Regions from separate parts of the Mus musculus genome. Here region 1 is linked to region 2. The links are chromatin contacts, called in public HiChIP or PLAC-seq maps. All regions are on one chromosome and are shown on one strand. Each heading gives the region's core, a stretch centred on a gene start, on an enhancer-like site or on the middle of the called end of the contact. The rest is flanking DNA. Distances are from core to core; before and after follow the strand shown.

Region 1 (3,311 bases), core at 792-3,291, 130 kb after region 2:
GATGAATTCCAAACCAGTGAGAGACCCTGTCTCAAAAAAATTTTTTTTCTTTAAAAGGTCCCTGTACTTGTGTACCTATGCACAGAAGATGTATATACATATACCTGAGGCAGCTGGAGGCTAAGGCCTGTTACAAGAATAAGATTTGAATTGAAGCATGAACTATATAGCTACTGCCCTTGGTCTGAGGGAAATGGGCTTTCACCCGTGACTTCTCTTCCGCATCTTCCTGGCTCATCTTCCAAATCCCAATAGCTTGGACAAGTTTTGAGGAAAGAACTCCCACCATCAAAACTCTTAATGTTCCTCACAGCTTTCCATGTGTCTGTGTATCTGTCTCTTTACTCTTGATTTCTGAGGCAGAGGGGACTCCAACAGCTCCTTTAAGAGACCTGGCCATTGTGAATGCTGCTGGTCCATTGAGCATATTCCAAGCAGGTGGCATGGACTTAATTCTAACACAGCCCTTGACCAGATCCCTGTGCTGCCGGCCCCCTCTGTCACAGCAAGGCCTTAGAAGCACTGTATGTCCCCTGCCCCAGATGAGAAAGCATGCCAGTATTTTTGCTCTCTGCCATTGGACTCCAAATCCACCCCAAATCTCTGTGAAAAATGGTTGTGGAACCGGGAAATGTTTGTCCTTTGCAGCTGCCACTAGAGCGTTGCCTGGAGAGGCACTGAAAACGCACTTCTGGGATACAGTGATCTAGTGTCTAATTCACTAGTAGCTCTTGTAACATAAAGAAGGAGGGAGGGAGGGAGGGAGGGAGGGAGGGAGGGAGGGAGGGAGGGAGGGAGGGAGGGAGGGAGGGAGGGAGGGAGGGCAGGCTGGGGACTATAAGGTCAGAGCTTAGTGTAAGCTTAAGACTTAGTGTGTGAGAAGTAAAGGCTAAGGAAGGTTCATTGTCTGAAATTCCTCTCTAATTGGCTTCATTCACCAGAGCCCCCCACAAGCATCTGTAGAACCCTAGATCAAGATTACACAGCAGTTACAAGAAGAGGTCTTTAGGCTTGGGGAAATTGCTCATTCTAAAAAGTGTTTGTGCAGATTGGAGGACCCAGGCTCCATCCCCAGACCTGCATAGAAAGCCCACTCAGAAGCCTTCTCCACTCTAGTCCTCGTGCCCTGATGGAAAGATGGGACTCCCACAAGACTTGCAGTCAGCCCCAGCCTGCTTTACTCAATAGAGACCCTGTCTCAAGCCAGGGCTGATCCCGGGGCTTCCGTGAACACACTGTGTCACACGCGTACCCATACTCATACACACGCAAGCTTTAAGTAGAGGGTTAGAGACAGAACAGGATGTGTTTCCAAGTCCTATCACCAGCTTGCGTTCAGTACAACTCAGGGTCTTCTGACTTCCTTGAGACAATGGTTTGTAGACTAGGCCTGCCATAGGGGCATGGTTAAGTAGGGGCTGTTGCTAAGGTGCCTGGGCTCCTCATGCAGACTGGGCTGGCTGTCAATTACCCCTCTCTGTCTAAATCCTTGCGGTTGTGTGTAGCTGCCCACCCCCTTCACCAGCCCCTCCGGCCTTGCTCTCCCACTCTCTCTCTCCTGCACTTTCCCATCCCCTGCTCAAGTCATCTTTTCTTTGGCTCCTCTCAGCTCTGCCCTGTGCATTGAGGCTTTGCTGTAATGAATTAGCACTGGTCTGGTACTGCAGTTGTGAAATATTATACCCAGGGCCTTTCAGAATTGCATATATCTGTTCTGAATATTCTGTTATCTTTTCGGGACTTGTTCTTACTCCCTCTCTAGAATCAAGTAGTCCCTTCCAGTTTGAGTCTTTCAAGAATAAAATAAGAGAGAGTATTGCTGTGGCTGTGACCCAAAAGATGGATGAATCACGGCTTAGCCACATACCCAGAGCTGGCAGTGTAAGTTCCTAGTCCTGGTGAGGAGACATCTGTAACTTTTCTAGAACTTCCCATCGCCAGCTGGATCAGGGATGCAAAGACTGTTTCCTGTATACACACACACACACTGAGGAGGTGGGGGCAGTGAGACGATGAGTCAGAGAGGCAGGGACAGCCTGCCAGCCTCACTATAAGGAAGTGGTGCCCATCCTAATGGAGTCAGGACTCCTGCCCTGAGGCCACATGGACTGGGCTGTGGACTTTTTGAAAACAAGGCTCTAATTGGTCAACCCCCCCCATCACCATCCCCAGTACCCAGCCAAACCCAGGCCAGGGGAAATACACGGTGAGTATCTCCAGAGAATAAAATTTGAATATTCAAATAGAACTGGGCCGAGGGGTGGGCGGAGCATGAGAGGCATGCCAGCCCTTTCTGTAAACACTCAAGGCTTTTTCACCCAAAGGTTCAGAAAGAGCAGGCAGCTTACATACTAGAGTTGTGCTCTTATGGAGAAGAGACAAAGGCTTTGACTGTCTTCTTGCCCTGTGTCTGAGGGGAAGGCATTTTCAAGGCAGTTTTGTCATGTATGAAAAAAAAAAAAGACATTTATGGTATGTAAGTCATAGGACTATAAGAATAATAAAGTCAAGAAGTGTTTGCTGTAGTATATAGTGTTTCTACTCAGGTTCTCAGGAATATTTTCTGTAAGCTTTTTTTCCCCTCAGGCAAGAACAGTGTCTATATAGTTTCTGCTCTGTTACTATCACAGAAACCCAGTCCTGGCCTGGGTAATCTGGAAAGGAAGAAGGTTTATTTTACTCACAGTTCTGGAGAGTCCAGAGTTTTTGCTCAGCTCAGGTGAGATGGCAGGTGACCTCCTAAGAGCAACAGAACAGTCGAGGTAGTGAGACAACTCATGATGAGACAGGAAGCTAGGAAGACCCCGTCAGTCATTCCCCCCTCTCCCCCCTCCCCCCCTTGCTTGCTCTCGTGAGACCCACAGAAACCTCTCTCTAAGCTACCCTCCCTGGAGTCATAGCTACCTACCATGCTCTGTCCCTGGACATGGCTGCCTCCCTTGCTCTACCTCTGGAAGCTTCCACACCTCTCAGAGGCTAAGATTCTGTGTTAACCTTCCAAACCACAGCAGCCTCCAGACTAGAGATGTTTGTCATTAGAGAAGGGATTGCAAGATCATTTCCTGACCAGTACATCCCACGTCTGCCCCTAACCCACGAACTTCTTTGAATTTCACCTGCTGAACAGATACAAGGAGACCTCACAAGTCTGAATACTGTAAACTAGAAGCATGCACACTGCATTTTCTTGCTGCAGATAGTCTTCAGTAGCTGGTAACTATGACTATTGCTATTGTTTATATCTGAAATAGCCACAGGGGCCCCTGTATGAAAGACTAAGTTGCCAACCTGTGGTGCTATGTGTGATGATG
Region 2 (2,975 bases), core at 470-2,969:
GGCCTATGTGTACTCTCAGGTGATACCAAACCAAGACCTGAGCACTGGTAGGTCATTGTAAGGGATATGGCATAGCTGAAAATCATTTTGTGATGATTCTTACTCTTGGCTGCTTGGAATATTCCCTGAGGACTAACTGACTCTCTCCCTCTCTCTCTCTCCCTCCCTCCCTCTCTCTCTCTCTCTCTCTGTATGTGCATGTGTTCTTGTGTGCCTGCATGCATGTATATATGTTTTTGTGTGTGTATGCATGCGTGCATGTATGCTTTTGTGTGTGTGTGAATGTGTTGGTGTATGCTTGAGTACATACGTGCGTGTGGAGGGATAGATAGAGGTCAGCACTGGGTGATTTCCTCTGTCAAGCCCCATCTTCCTTTCTAAGATACAGTCTCAGTAAACCTGTAGCTTGTTGCTTCTGCTAGGCTGGCTGGTCAATGGGTTCCAGAGAGCCACTGGTCTCTCCCTTCCCAGTAAGAGAGTTACAGGTGTACACCACCTTGCCCCCCAGCTTACATGCACACTGAGGATTTGAACTCTACCCCTCACGTTTATACCGCAAGCACTTTACTCACTGACACTGAGCCACACACTCCCACCCGTGGGGACACATTTCAGTTTAAGACTGTCTCTGTTTCAGAGACCATTGATGCTACGGTGGTCGTGATGAGTGTAGATTTTGCTAGCCACTACTTATTTATTCTTGTAAAGTGGATTATACCCCCAGGGGCTTGCCAAGTAGAAATCTAAGCCTCATAATTCTGTCTTGCGATCTTTTTATGTAAAAAGTCCACACTGTCACAACGGGTTTGATGCTGGAGAACACTACAGATGTTTATGCGTTTTGAGTCTGGGATGATGTCATGGTGAGCTGTTCTTCCGAGCCTGTCTGTGTACCGTGTTGCCGTATCCTTGTTCATTTGCATTGTGAAATTTAAGGGCACAAAGGCAGGCTTTGTTAGTTTCTTGGTTTTGTTTTGGTCACGGTTCTTAAATATGGCGTCTTCCAGAGAATGACTTGCTTCGGTGGCTTCAGTGACTCTGAGGAGTGTGTGTTTACTTTTGAAAAGTCAATATTGTGACAGGGATCCTTCCGTTTTCTAGGGACCGACCCAGGGAATTTGTTCTGTGGGTGCGCACTGTATGCTTGTGTGTGCTCTGAGCTTGCCTCCAATATATTTATGGAACTCAAATTCAAGATAGGCTCCTTTGCTTTCCTTCCCTCCGTACCTGGGTCTCAGTGAACCTGGAGTTCACTGATGTAACTAAGCTGGCCAGCAAGGGAGCCTCGGGGAGCCTCAGGGAGTTTCCTGCCTCCACTTCCCTGAGGCTAGGATCACAGGGATGCACCACTATGCTTCTCTTTATTTGGATGCTGGGCATCTGAACTCAGGTCCTCCTGCTTGAACAGAAATTAGTCACCAAGCCATCTCCCCAGCTCCAGGAAATACCCCAAAGTAACAGTCACAATCATTCCTGGAAACAGGGTTTGGCCACCTAGGGCTGCAGGACTTCTTCACCAAAGGTAAGGGACAAGATAAATTCGGTGTCAGTTACCGTGGCATTCTGCTGGCGCTTGCCTGTGTTGTCTATGCTTCACATGGACGTTGTGTGCATCCTGGAGACAGGAACTGAAGAGCACAGGGTAAACCAGAGCCTTCCTGGGAATAAAATGTGGTTAGCCAAGGCGGGCTGTGTGGTTTTAGGTTAAACAGGAACTCCGGAAGGTGCCTGGGGCTCCTCTGAATTGTCAGGAGACTTCTTCAGTCATCCAGTTCTCACCAAAAGCCCAGTGCCAGAAGCAGCAATTTGCAAATTACAACTCTGTGTAGTAGTAGACATCCTCCACAGTTGGAAGTTTCTAGAACTTTCCAAAGCAGGTTGAGGCCTTCTTGGGGCTAAGACTTGAATTTGGATTTGATTACCCAATGTCCCTCTGCCATACCATCTTGCCTCACCACTCACACAGGCACTTGACTTCTGGGCCTCCTGAGCCATTTTAGAGCAGGCTCACAAGGCTGGCTTCAGTTCTGGCTGAGGAGCTGTCCCTTGAGATGTGTCTCCAAGTGAAGATGTTCAGACCACATATGTTGTGGGTCTCTTGCTGGGTGCTAGCCTCCTCAGAGCAGGAAGGGTACTGTGGTCTGAGGAGAGCAGGAGGCAGCCTGGTGGAGGCTGCTTACATGTGCTCATTCTATGCCACTCTCATCTCCTAAGTTTGTGAAGCATGACAGTTATTGGGAGCTGTTTGTGTTGGTTAGAGATCTTATATGATGACAGAGACATCTGGGTCATCCTGGTAATTGACTACGGTCACTTTGTTCCTTATATGGAGTGATTAAGATGAGTGCCATGAGTTTGAGGTTAGCCTGGGGTATAGAGCAAAACCCTGTCCCCAAAAACTAACTAACTAACTAGCTAACTAGCTAACTAGTGCTAACATTTTAAAGTATAAAAATTTAACCAAACTGTGTTTTTCTGGTGGTGATGGTAGTGTTTGTGACAAGAGAGTGATTATCTGTGGTTTTCTCAATTTTAATTTTTGAGGCCATGTTTGTTACTACACCCAGTGTTTACAGATTTGGCCAGACAAGCTAATGAGTGAACTTTAGGGGCCCTTCTGTCTCTAGGGTCACAGCTTTTCTGTGTGAATACCAAGATTCTGAACTCAGAGTCTCCTGTTTGTGTAGGCAAGGACATTGAGAGTTTAACCATTTCTTCAGCCCTGAGTTTTCTGGAAAGTTCATGAAGTCTTACTCCAGTTATTCAGTGACTGGAACAGACAAGAGGCTGCCCTTTTACATAGATCACATTGTCTGTGTTTAACAAAGCCCTTCTCTTCCTTCTTAGACCTCTTTCTTGTCCGTTTACTAACTTATATGTGGTAAGGTGGATCTCTTAGCTTAATAGATTCTCTAGTTATGATCAAGGCTGCCGTTCTTACCTGGCCCTAGATGAATAGGTTAGTAAACTCAAAG

The links. HiChIP or PLAC-seq counts read pairs in DNA pulled down with a chosen protein or histone mark.
Region 1: an HNF4G HiChIP or PLAC-seq map of pancreatic cancer cells shows a contact between it and region 2. The contact joins two enhancer-like sites. A contact is called at or near these places in 1 of 15 datasets of contacts at CTCF or cohesin (large pre-B cells), 5 of 484 Hi-C or Micro-C datasets (B cells, CD8 T cells, the N1E-115 cell line and 2 more), 4 of 115 datasets of contacts at active chromatin or transcription factors (CD8 T cells, embryonic stem cells, large pre-B cells and 1 more) and 2 of 9 other capture datasets (adipose tissue and pancreatic islet).

What each region holds. Positions count from the first base shown.
Region 1 is chr1:127,423,185-127,426,495 of GRCm38.p6, forward strand. All of the region lies in intron 12 of Mgat5 (mannoside acetylglucosaminyltransferase 5), which reads left to right. It overlaps Gm51746 (a long non-coding RNA gene), which reads right to left. Exons shown (of 6, transcript XR_003948718.1): 3 at 2,685-2,739. Among named protein-coding and RNA genes, the nearest start is that of Gm51746, 13 kb to the right of the region's middle. Within about 2 kb of position 2,042, at least 137 of the 459 cell types and tissues checked have an H3K27ac peak or open chromatin away from gene starts, as enhancers often do. A contact at or near this core is called in CD8 T cells and pancreatic cancer cells, where this site is marked.
Region 2 is chr1:127,289,977-127,292,951 of GRCm38.p6, forward strand. All of the region lies in intron 2 of Mgat5 (mannoside acetylglucosaminyltransferase 5), which reads left to right. Among named protein-coding and RNA genes, the nearest start is that of Gm51747, 8.8 kb to the right of the region's middle. Within about 2 kb of position 1,720, at least 57 of the 459 cell types and tissues checked have an H3K27ac peak or open chromatin away from gene starts, as enhancers often do. A contact at or near this core is called in CD8 T cells and pancreatic cancer cells, where this site is marked.